Regions from separate parts of the Mus musculus genome. Here region 2 is linked to region 1. A link is a contact called in public promoter capture Hi-C data. All regions are on one chromosome and are shown on one strand. Each heading gives the region's core, a stretch centred on a gene start, on an enhancer-like site or on the middle of the called end of the contact. The rest is flanking DNA. Distances are from core to core; before and after follow the strand shown. Region 1 holds the start of Gm36263 (a long non-coding RNA gene). Region 2 overlaps Ttc7b (tetratricopeptide repeat domain 7B).

Region 1 (6,610 bases), core at 1,996-4,495:
CGCCTATGGCCGCCATCTTTACTAGGGGCAAGGCGCGCAGGCCGGGGCTCAGGTTTTTCCACGGCTTTGACCAGTCGAAAAAGGCTCTGCGAGAGCAGTTTTGTTTGGGTTCACGCCTTTATTTTTCTTGACTGTGGGTTGTTTCTGAACTGGTCCCAGGGATGTGGATGGAGAGGGAAAGCTAAATGCTCCGGCTGGCGCCCCGGGCAGAATTGGTCACGGGGGAAAGAGAGCGCCTGAGGAGGGGTTTTGATAGCGCCCTAATAAAGCTGCTTGGTTTGCGTCCTGGGCTGGGCACCCGGGACAGGATTCGATTCCGTCTCTACCAGCAGAAAGGAGACTCGCTGTTTGGGCATCTTGCTCGAGCTGCAGGGTCCTTCTGGAAAGCTCGCCCGAATACGTCATTTTTTGCTCACGCTGTGCACGATCCCGCGGGCTCCTAATGCGTTTTGTTTTATTTTAACTGTGCTCCAAACGGCCGCGCTGGAAACTATTTCTCTGCTCCAGAGATAGGGGCAAAACAGTTCGCCCCACAGGCGTGCTACGAGAATTGGATTTTGGTTGTATCAACTTATTTGCCTTTTTAAAGCAAATGTTTTGTGTGTGCATCCGGTTTTCATCCTTCTCTGATGCCCACTCCCGCTACAAAAGAGAATGTAATTATCCAATAAAAGTCGTACTTCAGGACTTAGCCTCTTTTCTGTGGTGAAAGAATGAAAAAAAAAAAAAGTTCCCTGGTTGGATTAGAATTCTGGAAAACGGAAAAGAGGTCAGGGTTGTTTTAGTTCAGTGCGTGGTGATATCTTGGTTTTATTTGAGGTGCGTAGGTGCGCATTCGGTGGATCCTGGATATCCAAAGGTGAATTTTGGAACGCCTTGGTTGTGGGTGTTGCCATGGCTACTGGGAGAGGGGAGGCAGTGAATTGTTAAGACCAATAAAAGCTGACAGGGCCTGGCCTCTCTGTTGCCTGAATTCTTTAAATTGACTGCCCTGGTTTGTGTATCCAGGTTTTCTCCATTCCTGTACCCCTGCAAGATTCCTGGATTGATCAACATCTACTTACATGGGTGTGTCAATTTGTCTTTGACTAACAAGAGTACACACACTAAGTGTAGATTTTTCCGATTAGATAATGCATCTAGAAGCAGTTTTTTCTTTCTTTCTTTTTTTTTTTTTTTTACTACAAGCCACACACTCTGATTTGCAAGTTATTGCTATTCTTAATCTAACTAGTTTTGAACAACTGTTGACTTGCATACCTTTTAAGAATATGTAAACCATCACCTTAACTGAGTGCCTATCAAGACAATGCCAGAGTGCGCTGAGCTCATGGACGTTGCAAAAGAAAGAAACTTGGAGCTTTGCATAATCTCTACATAGCAACAACCACTCATATCGCTAACAGACAGTATTTCAGCGTTTGGCAGCCGGTGCTAGGAGTTTTCACTTGCTTCGAGAAATAAAGCCGAGAAGTCTTCAGGGGCTGGATTCCTTCAGTGGTTTTGTGATAAATTTATCTCACACAGTTCTGAGGATTGCATGATCTGTGAATGTGTCAAGACTGCAAACTGTAGAACCATGGATACAAGGTCAGGCAATTGCTAAGTACTTAACCTGTACTCTCTGACCGTAAGAGAGGAAGACTGTCCATCCACAGATTGACTCATATCTAAAAGAAACCTTAAACAATACTTTTAAGGTTTATTTGTGTGTGTGTGTGTGAGTGTTTTGTTTGCATGTCTGCCTATGCACCGTGTGTGTGCCTGGTGTCCTTGGAGGCCAGAAGAGGGCTCCAGATCGCCTAGATCTGAAGTTTCAGACAGTCATGGGCTGCAGTTTAGGTGCTGGGAATCAAACTGGAGCCTCTGGAAGCAGACCAGTTAAAAGCAAGTGTTCTTAACCCACACGCCATCTCTCTAGCCCTGACACTGCTTTTCTTAATGTAAGTATGTTTAGGATAGTCTTATACAGAGTTGGTATGATGGGCTCATAAGGCAATTATTACAATGTCAAACTTTCCTAGTTTTACCATTGGTTGTGTCTGATAAAGCCCACCCTCTGTCCTAGGTAAACCAGACAACGAATCTCCTTTGAACTGTTTCTAATGCCTTAAGATGAATAGAAAACATCCAATGCCTTAAGATGGGAGGATGAAGGGCTGGAGAGATGGCTCAGTGGTTAAGAGCACTGACTGCTCTTCCAGAGGTCCTGAGTTCAATTCTCAACAACCACATGGTGGCTCACAACCACAGCAATGGGATCTGATGCCCTCTTCTGGTGAGTCTGAGGACAGTGACTGTGTACTCACATACATAAAATAAATAAAACCTTTATTTAAAAAAAAAAAAAAAGAAAGAAAGAAAGGATGAACAGAGTGAAAACAAAGACAGAGTGGTTTGGGTTCCTTTCTGGAGTTTGATGGGCACGAGGAAATAAATGCATTTCTAGAGTCAAACGTAACTTCTGTCTGCTGGTTTTCTTTCTCAGTCCCTGCACATAGTTTTGGGCTTTAAGGTTCTTAAATTTTTTTTTCCTGTTAAATTGCTATTTTTAGTCTATTTAAGATAAGGCTTTGCTATATAGCTTATGCTGCGTGAAAGTTTCTGTATAAGAAAACCTACAGAACTAATACTTCTATATTAGTGGCTTGGAATTCTTCTGAGTGGCTGGGATTATGGGTATGGGCTTTATGCCCGACTCTTGTAGTCATTTCAGAATCCTGCTTTCATAGATTGGCCTACTACACCTCTCATGCTGGTGGGCTTTGCTGCTGGAGTCACAATTCATGCAGGCAGCATTTAGAGTTCGGTAAAAGGCAAAGCGCATTTTCTGTCCTAGTTCGTGGAGCCTCTGAATTTTCTCCATGGAGTCCAGGTTAAGGACAATTCACTCTCCGCTTCTCCATTGCCGTTCTGGCTCCACTTTTGTCCCCTTCTGTTTTCTGACCTCTCCAGCCTTCAGTTCAACAAGCCACCACTGCTTTCTGTATTACACGCCTGTCTGGTTTTGCTGTAATCTTGCTTAGTCTACAGCAGATTGTCATGGGTTTAGTGCTTTTTTAGGAAGGGCAGACGTTTATTTCTCACGGTTCTGTGGCTGAGAAGTGCATCATCAAGGCAACATCAGACTGGAGTCTGGCGGAGGCTCCTCCCGCTAATACAGTGCCTTTCTGTTTCATCCTCATAGGGTGTGAGGTCAAAGGCCAGAGGGACACCGATGCTCTGCTTCATGTGGCAGAGGAGATGAAAGGCCCAGGCAGCTCTGACGCCTCTTTTATAAGGAAGTTGAACCCACTCACCAGGGCACAGCCCTCATGACTAATCACTTCCCTTTTTTATGGTATAAGTTCCAGCATAACTTTGGAAGGGACACACAGTCACGTTTTGGCACATTCCCATCCCTGGTTCTATCTCATGCCCTTGGTTTAATCTGTAGCCCAGATAATCAACCACATCTACCTGGATCATTGCCCTGCCCAAACAGGGCAGGCTCATGAATTCAAATGTGAGATCAGCTCACATCAACACTCCCCTGACCCCACCCACTGGCTCCCTTAACACTTATTTCACGTCTCCTGTTCCCACATTCTACGTCTATTATGGGTAGCCAATTACTCATTCATTCAGTGAATATTTGTGATACACCTATCAGGAGTGTGGCTCTGGACTGGAGACCAAGGGCATGAGAAGCATAACGTGCCTGGACCTTGGTTTTTAACGGACTCTTACTAGTTGGAAGAAAACTAAACGGAAGTGGCACATTTTTTGCAAGGTGGGAGACAATGGTCACCACTTCAGGTGTCTAGAAGGAGGATTCATTCTGTTGGATCACGGCCTCGTGGCACTGGAGGTGGCTTCGAGGATCAATACAGATGTCCCCGAGGAAGGCATTCTACAGGGAGGGAAGACTGGAAATGTAGGTGAAGAGGCTGGAAAGAACAGTGTCAGGGAAGGGGAGGAAGGGGAGTTTGTAATAAGGGCCCATCAGACAAGACAAGGCTGTGCTAGCATTGTTAAGGTATGTAGTGTGAGCCTGTGTGAGTAGACAGCCCTGCACTCCTGTGCTCCTTTGAAAATTTTGAGAAATGACAGACAAACTCTAAGGTACTACTGTGGAGCATGCCCAGTGAACTGCACAGACAAAGCCCCCTACATAACCCTACCTGTTCTGGAACTCACCGCATAGACCAGGATGGCCTCAAACTCTGAGAGACCTGCCTGCTTCTGCTTCCCAAGTGCATGCTGGGAGTAAAGGTGTGCACCACCATGCCCTGTTTCTGTACGGTTACTTCCATTGTCTCACTGACTGCTCACTGGACTGAGCTTGCTCCTTGTCACAAGGAAGGGGCTTTAGGCTTGAGAGGACAAGCGACTGGCTGAGGTTCACCCCTGGCCACAGACCTTGCCTTACTAATGTCTGTGAGGAGTTGGTCTGGGAGTTGCTGATGGGAACTCAGAGATGTGGATGAGGGGGGTGGGGGAGAGCTGTATTACTAAACTCAGTGTTTGAAAGTCTTAAGTTCTGGGAGCTGGAGAGATGGCTCAGAGGTTAAGGTCCTGAGTTCAATTCCCAGCAACCACATGGTAGCTCATAACCATCTGGAGTGAGATCTGGCGCCCTCTTCTGGTGCACAGGCAGAGCATTGGATACATAATAAATCAATTTTTTTTAAAGTCTTAAATTCTAGACTTATTTGTTTCAAAATTCATGAAATATTTGTGAATTCTTTTAAGAACCAAGGCACTTAAGTGAGATCTTTTTCATAAAATGTTTTTTTATAAAATTTAGTACTGTCTGTTTCAAAGTCGGCTTATTACCTTGAGAGATTAATTTTATGAAGAGACTAAGTATCGAGTTCTTTATCAGGGAGTTTCTTTGTATTCCTCCCCTCCTGCATTTGCTGAATTTTGCTGTAGAAAGGCTGATAAGGAGGAACATGGTCCTCCAGGTCTTCCTGTGTAAATAAGTCGTGATTTTCTGTGAAATGTGTGTGCTAACGGGCACAGAGAAAGAATGGAAGCTATCATTTTGGAATTATTTTCTAATTTTCTAAAATAATTTGCAATGGGGGCCAGAGAGGTGGCTCAATGGGCAAAAGCACTGTACTACCCTAATAGCCTGTGGAACCTACAATGGGATTAAGGCCTGTCTCCCTCAAGTTGTCCTCTGACCTCCACACATGTGAAACACACACACACACACTTGTGCACCAAATAGACACATGTTAAAACAAAACAAAACAAAACAAAACATCGTATACAGCCAATTGTATTGGCATTTGCCAGTAATCCAGTGCTCTGAGGCTGAGACAGGAGGCTTGCCATTAGTTTAAGGCCAGCCTGGAGATCCTGTCTCCAAAAACGGGGAAAAAAAATTGCCAGGCAGTGGTGGCGCACGACTTTAATCCCAGCATTTGGGAGGCAGAGACAGCCGGATTTCTTAGTTTGAGGACAGCCTGGTCTACAAAGTGAGTTCCAGGACAGCCAGGGCTATACAGAGAAATCCTGTCTCAAAGAAAAAAACAAAACAAAAACAAAAAACAAAACCAACCAAACAAACAAAATCATGTTCAAAAGTAAAACAAGGGTGAAAGAAAAACAATGTTAGATTCTAGATTTATCCACCATGCCCCCACCACACATCACCTCAATCCTCTCAGATGAGGAAAGATTGAAAAAGTCCTTCCTCAATCGAGCCTCCAAGACCTCTGTATTTGTGTCCATTGAGTAATCCTTAATACAAAAAAAGTCCTATGAGGACCTAAAACTAGCACCTTGGATTTATTTTACTAATCCTGTCCACCTGTTCTTGATTTCCCCACAGTTCTGGCTAGAAGTGCTTTCTGCTCCATATGCATCAGATATTATAATTGATGCTCGAGTCACATTATCTTCTTCATAATGTACCACGACGGATCACATGTCGAAGCTAAATGTTTCTTAGGAGCACCTGCGTTGTATTTGACTAGCAGTATGCTTTCCCCCCACCCCACCCCCACCCCCTGCCGCAGGATACAGTTGTAACACGACCTTGGCGTGTAGGTCATGGAAGACAGTGGGAGCCTTTTGGCTAGGTCCTCTCTGAGCTTTGCACAGCGGCACTGATCCGACTTCCTCTGCAGGCCCGTGGGAGTGGTCTGACCCAATCTTCATAAAGTACACGGTTCTCTGCCCCTCATGTATTTCATACTTAAAATTCATACACATTTATGTTTCTCCTAATTAGAAAGAGTCTCTCGCCCCACCCCCACCTCCCGACCCCAAATAAGTTACTTATTCTCCCTGTGGCTCCTAGTCCCTGCTCTCTCACCCCGCAGCCTGGTCAGGTACATGAAATTATTTATCTAGAGAGCCGTGGAATCCCTCGCCTGCAGCCAGAGGAATTGAGGTGACTGGGATTGGCTTCTCTGATAATTAAAAAGCCACGGGAAGAACACAAAGATGGGCTCCAGGGTGCTGAGGTTGGACCACAGCGTCGCCGGGCTATGACGTCACCGGGCTATGACATCACCATGGAGATTCGGACAGGTACAGTGGACGTCCGGACTGGTGTCGACAGGGAGGGAAAACCCAAGGTTCTGGTCCTTTTCTCTACTCTTCCTTTTGCCTG
Region 2 (6,610 bases), core at 2,754-5,253, 140 kb before region 1:
CTCATCTCTGCAAAGCAGTGCTCCCAAGCAGGGTCCACTGCATCCCTGGATGACGCTGGCACAGATCTGGCTCCATGCAGGTACCACTCCCACTCTTGACCCCATGGGCCTCTTCCCATTCTTTCCCACAATCCACAGATCCTGAGACTGCTAGCTTCCGCAGATGCCCATTCCACTGTTTAGCCCTGAACTCCTCAGCTTTGGGGAGAACTCAAACTGCCATGCCCAAACTGACATTGCATCTTCATCTCCTCCCTTGATCCTCCTCAATGACTATGATTGACCCAGGCAGTCAGTAGAAACGTGGACTGGGGATCCCTGAGGGATTTTCAGGGCAAGGGGTTCTCGTACTAGAGAGGGGTCCAGTGTTGCACCTGTGTATGTGACTTCTACCTGAACTATTTCCCAGCCGGTAGACTCCAGCTCTGCCTCACCTCTCAGCCTCAGTTTCTTCATCTATATGGCAGCATTGGAAAAGTACCTGTCTGCTAGGTCAAGGAGCACGGTGCTTGGCATGTCTCAGCGTTGGGTCCCCAAGTCCCAGGGCAATGGGACGGGAGCGTTGATGGTACAGATGCCTTCCTCCAGGGCAGGGCAGGGCAGGGCAGTGGTTGGTGCCCCTGCTTCCCTCCACAGCCATGCCTGGTAACCTACAGAGAGGGAAGCAGCTGCAGCAGCCTCTGATCTGGAAACCGACCCAGAGGAAGTGTGATCCCCTGTGCCCTGGTTTCATGTCACAGGTGTCTGTGCATGGCTACCCACACATTTTACGTGGCAAGCTCCCAAGAAAGTGATGATTATTAGTGTATATGCATATTTCTATTTCTGAGAACAGTAACCTATCTCTTGAGTTTAACCACTTCATCTACATGACCCTGGTGGCCCCTTCTTAGGCTCACCACCACCAGGGACATGCTTGGAGCCTAACTGACACTAGGAAGAGTGCCTGTCACCACCACAAGATACCCATCTATTTCTGCCTTCATTCTCTGGGCCAGTCGTGTGATGTCCTACCTTGTGTGTCCCTTTAGGAGATATGCATGTGTGAAAGTGTGGCCAGCCACAGAGCTAGCCCATATACATTCTCCGTGTTGGCATCCTTAATTAACCCATAACACTGCTATAAGTTAACAAATTATATTCATCTAAGTACACAAGAGAGCTGATTCCTCTGTGTGTGTGTGTGTGTGTGTGTGTGTGTGTGTGTGTGTTTCCTTCTCCATCCACTCCCCAAAGAAGTCAAGACAGGCTGCCTCTGAGAGCCAGGGCCCAGCAGGAGGCTACTTCCCAGCTTTCTCTAGAACAGCCTATACCCTTCACAGAGTGCACACATTCTACAAGGTTTAGAGAAACTGAATCAGGCCCTGACTTCCAGAGCTGTGGAGCGTCTGGGTGTTGGGAGCATGGTCTTACCTGGTTGGTTTTTCTGGTGAACTGACTGAGTAGTGGACCTTGTGACGGGATCCTGTGGTGACATGGCCCTGCATTTGAGTCTGTTGGGAAAGAAAGGTCTCTCTGAAACAATGGTCAGGTTCTAGCCATCTGTATTGGGGTTTCTGGGCTGTATCTGTGGTGGCAAGAAAACTGTGAGCATGACACATGAACCTCAAGGCCAGCTGCGGCTCAGGGAGTGAGGACACTTGACTATAGGGGGCCCGGGTAGTGAAAGCCCCTCCGTTTACCACCTCCTCATTCATCTTGGAAGCTTCTGACCCCAGGACCACAGACTTTCCCTAGGATGCCTGGTAGCCAATTCAGCTTGGGCCATGCATGTTTGTGTTTTGGTTTGTTTAGACAAGTGTCACAAATTCATTTAAATAATTTTTCAGATAACGTACTTTTCTGCCACACAGATGAACATGTGGGAAAGATGTAAAGTGAAAAGGCTCCCTTGTCCCTGTGCCTCAGTCACCTGCTGCAGACCCTGGTGGCAGTTCTGGCACCTTCCAGAGGATCTACCCTCTCTGCTGCCCTCTCCTCATGTCCTCAAGTCAGCCTACATGGTGCTGACTTACGCTCCTTACAGCTGCACAGTGTAAATCCACGGTAGGCAGCATCATGATGTCAGCAGTGCACACACTGTGGATTGGCGTCTGCATCATTTCTCATCATTTCTCATTGCAGACAGCACTTCAGTACGTGTACTGACACGGATTGTTCTGTCTCTAAGGTCAGCTCCACAGAGTGGATCTGATGGGTCAAACGATGCATCCTCTTTAGTTTGGATGAATGTAGTCATATGACCTCCCACAGAGCTGGACTGATTTCTATTCCAGTAAACAGCATATGACTGTATTTTTTTGTCTCTTTGCCAATACCATGTATTTCAAAATCCCAACTGGATGCGTGAAAGATGGTGTTTTTATTGGTAGCTCACAGTTTTACCCACATATCTTCTTAGATGTCAAGCGTCAACTTTTCGCTCATAAGCCACTTACTATATATTAAAGACCTTGTGTGTGTGTGTGTGTGTGTGTGTGTGTGTGTGTGTGTACACAATGGTGCACATGTATGTGTGCACATAGAAGCTAGAGGACAATCTTGGCTATTATTCCACATAAAGTTCCTACCTTGTTGGTTTGAGGCAGGATCCCTCACAATCCTAGAACTCAGTTGGTGAGTTAGGCTGACTGGCCAGTGAATTTCCCTTCCTCTTAGTGCTGGGATGCTACCAGCATGCCCGCATGTCTGGCTTTTTTTTTTTTTTTTTTTTTTTGAGTTATGAGGATTAAACTCAGGTACTCATGCTATAAGACTAATACTTTGCCAACTGAGCCACCTCCCCAGTCCTTCTGTTTTGTTTGTACCCCCACCCACTCAGGATTATGTTTTTTACAGCATCTGAGCTTCCCATTTCACTTAGAAATCAGCTCACCAGATTTCAATCTTTTCTCCTAAAAGTGCCAGGAATCTTGTGGCAGCATTTGTGCTTGGCCTCCCATAGAGAAGGGCAGGAGAAGGGCACCCCTGCCTTGTAGCAGGGGAACCCCTCTGAAAAACTGAACGTGGCACAGTCTTCCAGGACAGAAACCAGGAGAGCATGGTGGTACACCTCAGCACAGACCCACTGCATCTGAGTGAGCCCTTCTCTCCCAGACACAGCTGGCCTCCCTGTGTTCATTGGAAAGTCAGACAGCTCCCGGAATTCAGCACCCAACCAGACCCCTTCCAAGCCAGGCAGCTTCTGGGTACCCACATTGGGAAGGCAGCTAAAAGTGCCTTTGCGGTAGGTGGTTAATTCCTGCTTGCTACTTACTAATAATTATAGCTTTCACTTTGGCACCTCGCACAGCCGAAACCAGCAGCTATTCTTAGATGTGCAAGATCAGATTTTCTGATTTCTGCTGGGAATTTGAAGCTGTGATACTGTCACAATTTCCTTAGCCTTGACCCCTTCCCCTCCTCAGCTTCTCTCAGCCACCATGAGGTTCATCAGCGGAATCTAGAGGCAACTGTGGTTGGCCACCATGAGGAAATAAAGACAGTTGCTAGACACGTGGCATATGGGCCAATACACAGGGGTGTACTAGACACAGAGTTCTGGGGATCAGCCCTGCCCTTCATCACCAGCCTCTTCATCTGTGGGGTCTGAGTGAATGCTCTTTACCTTTGGTATAGCTGGCACTTTCCAAGCACAAGGTGTGGTTCAGACACTGTGCCAATAGCTCGGTGACTTGCTTAGTCCCCGTCCTAACTGAGGTAGAGCTGCCAGGTCACTCATCTCAGGCTGCAAGACTCATGTGCCACCAGGAGGCCTAAATTCAGAACCAGCCGTGCAGCCCACAGCTCTGCCTTCCGTCGTTCTCTGTAATGTTGTCGAGTGTCTGGTTGTGTGCCAGGCTCCGCAGCACAGTGGTCACGGAGACAGATACTCAGTCCCTGCCTTCCTAGGGTCTGCAGATGCAGAAGCCTGGGACGTCCATGTGCCAAGTACTAGGAACAAACAGTGCAGCTCCTGTAACCCTTGGGAACAAAAAGTCTTGCCAAAGCAAGAAGCAGGAAGCAATCGAAGTTTGGTCAGCACCGGAGAGGAACAATGGAAGAGGTGCAGTACCACCCAGCACAGCACAACTTGAAAGAGTCCTGCAGGCAGCAGAAGCTCTGAGAGGGGAAAGACAGTGCAGTTCTAGGACCCAAGGGGAGGCAGCAAGTCCTGTGGCCAGGGTCAGGTCATCCACGTTAGGCTGTTTCAGGCAGCCATGTTAGAATCTTTGAACTCTAAATCCTAGAGTCCCCAAGAAGCTATTCAAGTGGGAAAGGTCTGAATGGGACTTTAAAAGCTCTCTCCAAGTAAGTGTGGGATGACAGAAGGCAGCAAAAGGTGGGGACCTCAGAGGAGAGTTGAGAGTGTGTGTTTGCTGTTTATCTCACTGTTGAAATAAAAGCAAATCCATGCCTGTCTGGACTGCAAAGTCGGGTCAGAACCAGTCTGAGGAGTTAGTAAGCCCCCAAATCAAACGTAAGATAAGGACTGGGGGAGCAGCTCCATGACAGAGTATGTACAGCTCTGATTGCCAGCACACACTTGTAGCTCCATGATAGAGTATGTACAGCTCTGATTGCTACCACACACACATGTAGCTCCATGGTAGAGTATATATAGCTCTGATTGCCAGTATACACATGTAGCTCCATGGTAGAGTATGTACAGCTCTGATTGCCAGCACACACATGTAGCTCCATGGTAGAGTATGTACAGCTCTGATTTGCCACCACACACATAATTCTGACTCCTAACTCTTGCAGGTAGGACACAGGCAAGTTAGTTCTCATCCCACTGAGCAAAATAAGGAAATTGGAACATTCACACTAGATCACATAGTGAGCTGCTCAGTATGCAACAAACACTAATCACTAGGGAAATCGGAGTATATGTCTGTATGAGAGAGGGATATGTCTATGTGTGCTACATGCATGTGTGCATTGGTGTTTGGAAACCAGAGGGTTCTAGGTGGCTTTTCTGTGGCTGTCAGTTCTGTTTTCTTGAGACGGAGTCTTATTGAACCTGGAATCTGCCATTTTGGGTTATGCTGGCAAGCTAGCAAGCCCCAATGGTCTTCTTGTCTCTATCACGTCACAGAGCTGGGGTTATGGACACCTGGCTTTTTAGATAGGTCAGAGGATCTGAACTCGGTTCCTCAGCTTATTCAGCAAGGTTACCTACTGAACATCGCCCCAGGCCCGCCCAGGAAAAAACTCTTCTGCTGAAGGCTGTGTGGCATAAAGACAAGTTATCCAATGCATCTGCAGGGAAGGAGTTGCTGGGGGCCCAGACAAGATCAGTCCACTAAGGAGGGGTAGACTAAAACCATCCACCCAGGATGCAGGCAGAGTGAGTGACAGGAACTGCAGGCAAGAGAGTGCACCTTCCCTGCAAGAAAAGTCCCTGTGGATCAGTCGGCACAGGGGATCTGAGGAGGTGGATAGGATAAGAAGGCTGGGTGTGAAAAATGGCTGGCAAAGATGCTAATGACAATTCAGATAACCCATTAAAAACCAGTCAGCACCCAAACACAAGAATTGTGTGTAAGTAGACCGGGGGGGGGGGGGGGGGGGGCAGGGCTCAGCCCAGCATAGAGCGCCAAGAACACAGCTTGTCAGTGTGGTGGCAGTGCTCTGCCTGGCAGGCTTTTGGCTCCTCCCATTAATGAGTCAAGGACTCTAAGACTCCACCCAAGAAAATTCCTGAGTCAGAACCACTGGGTCATGGCCTAGAAGGACTGAGGTGTCTCACTCTCCCACTGAGCCACTGGGAAGGAATGACTCTTGACAGTCTGGCACAACCAGGCACAGACCCAGAGACAAGGAGAAGCTGTGTGGCTAAGGCCCTGGCAAAGACATTTGGCTAAGCCATCAATGAGAGCAGGCATAGGTGTGCTCAGCTTGGGGACTGTAAGGCCCATCATTGGGTCTGTCCCAGAAATGTTCAGAGAAAGCCAATACTACAACAGACTCCCCACCTCTTCTCACTGCCAACCCTCACAGACAGAGCAAAGCAACTGGAGAAATGGAGGCTGGGGAGGATGGGGGCCTTCCTGGGCCCTGAAGGCTTGGAAGGGTGACAGGAAACCACTCCAGTGCTTGCCTCTTCTTAAATTTTGTATGAAAGAGAATGTTCCAGGGAACACAGCAGGCACTTCTGTACCCCAAACCCCCTGTGTGCATCCTGCTAGGACATCCTGCCCTGTATGGTGTCTCTCCAGGTCTGGGGTAAAAGAAAAGGGTGAGAGGGGTCTGTGTGCCTGTTGGCTTGTCCCAAGTGACAGAGACTAGCCAGTGCTGTGCTCTCTCACCCAATCCTCCTGCCACATACAGGTGACTTGAAAGATAGATCTGCCAGCAGCTAAACCAAGTTCAGTTCTCAGAATGTCTCTAGCAGACTGCTCCTTGGAGTTTCATAATGAATACCCCTTCTGGATGTACTAAGCCCCCAGAAAGCCCCTTTGGCATCCTTTAGCCTCTGAAGAGCAAGCTCCAGAGGGCAGAGCCCTTTTCAGTGCTTGGCTGTGTGCCTCTGGTCCACTTGTCCCTCAGCTCATTTCAACCCTTTCTCTGTGATGAGCAGAGCTAAGGGTAGTGTCTGTCCTCATGCTGAAGGGCTTTAAGTAGA

Evidence for each region. Capture Hi-C pulls out chosen DNA fragments and counts their contacts.
Region 2: a contact with region 1 is called in a promoter capture Hi-C map of adipose tissue. The contact joins two enhancer-like sites. A contact is called at or near these places in 2 of 39 promoter capture datasets (Sertoli cells and maxillary cranial neural crest), 2 of 15 datasets of contacts at CTCF or cohesin (large pre-B cells and stem cell-derived epiblast-like cells), 15 of 484 Hi-C or Micro-C datasets (the HL-1 cell line, the N1E-115 cell line, adipose-derived mesenchymal stem cells and 8 more), 30 of 115 datasets of contacts at active chromatin or transcription factors (the NIH/3T3 cell line, the SCID.adh cell line, bone marrow-derived dendritic cells and 19 more) and 5 of 9 other capture datasets (adipose tissue, embryonic stem cells, liver and 2 more).

Annotation. Positions count from the first base shown.
Region 1 is chr12:100,180,881-100,187,490 of GRCm38.p6, reverse strand. Gm36263 (a long non-coding RNA gene) reads left to right here and starts at 6,538. Exons shown (of 4, transcript XR_381836.3): 1 at 6,538-6,610. Within about 2 kb of position 3,245, at least 105 of the 459 cell types and tissues checked have an H3K27ac peak or open chromatin away from gene starts, as enhancers often do. A contact at or near this core is called in the HL-1 cell line and adipose tissue, where this site is marked.
Region 2 is chr12:100,326,049-100,332,658 of GRCm38.p6, reverse strand. Ttc7b (tetratricopeptide repeat domain 7B) reads left to right here. Exons shown (of 20, transcript NM_001033213.1): 18 at 1-80. Among named protein-coding and RNA genes, the nearest start is that of Gm51958, 20 kb to the left of the region's middle. Within about 2 kb of position 4,003, at least 26 of the 459 cell types and tissues checked have an H3K27ac peak or open chromatin away from gene starts, as enhancers often do. A contact at or near this core is called in the HL-1 cell line and adipose tissue, where this site is marked.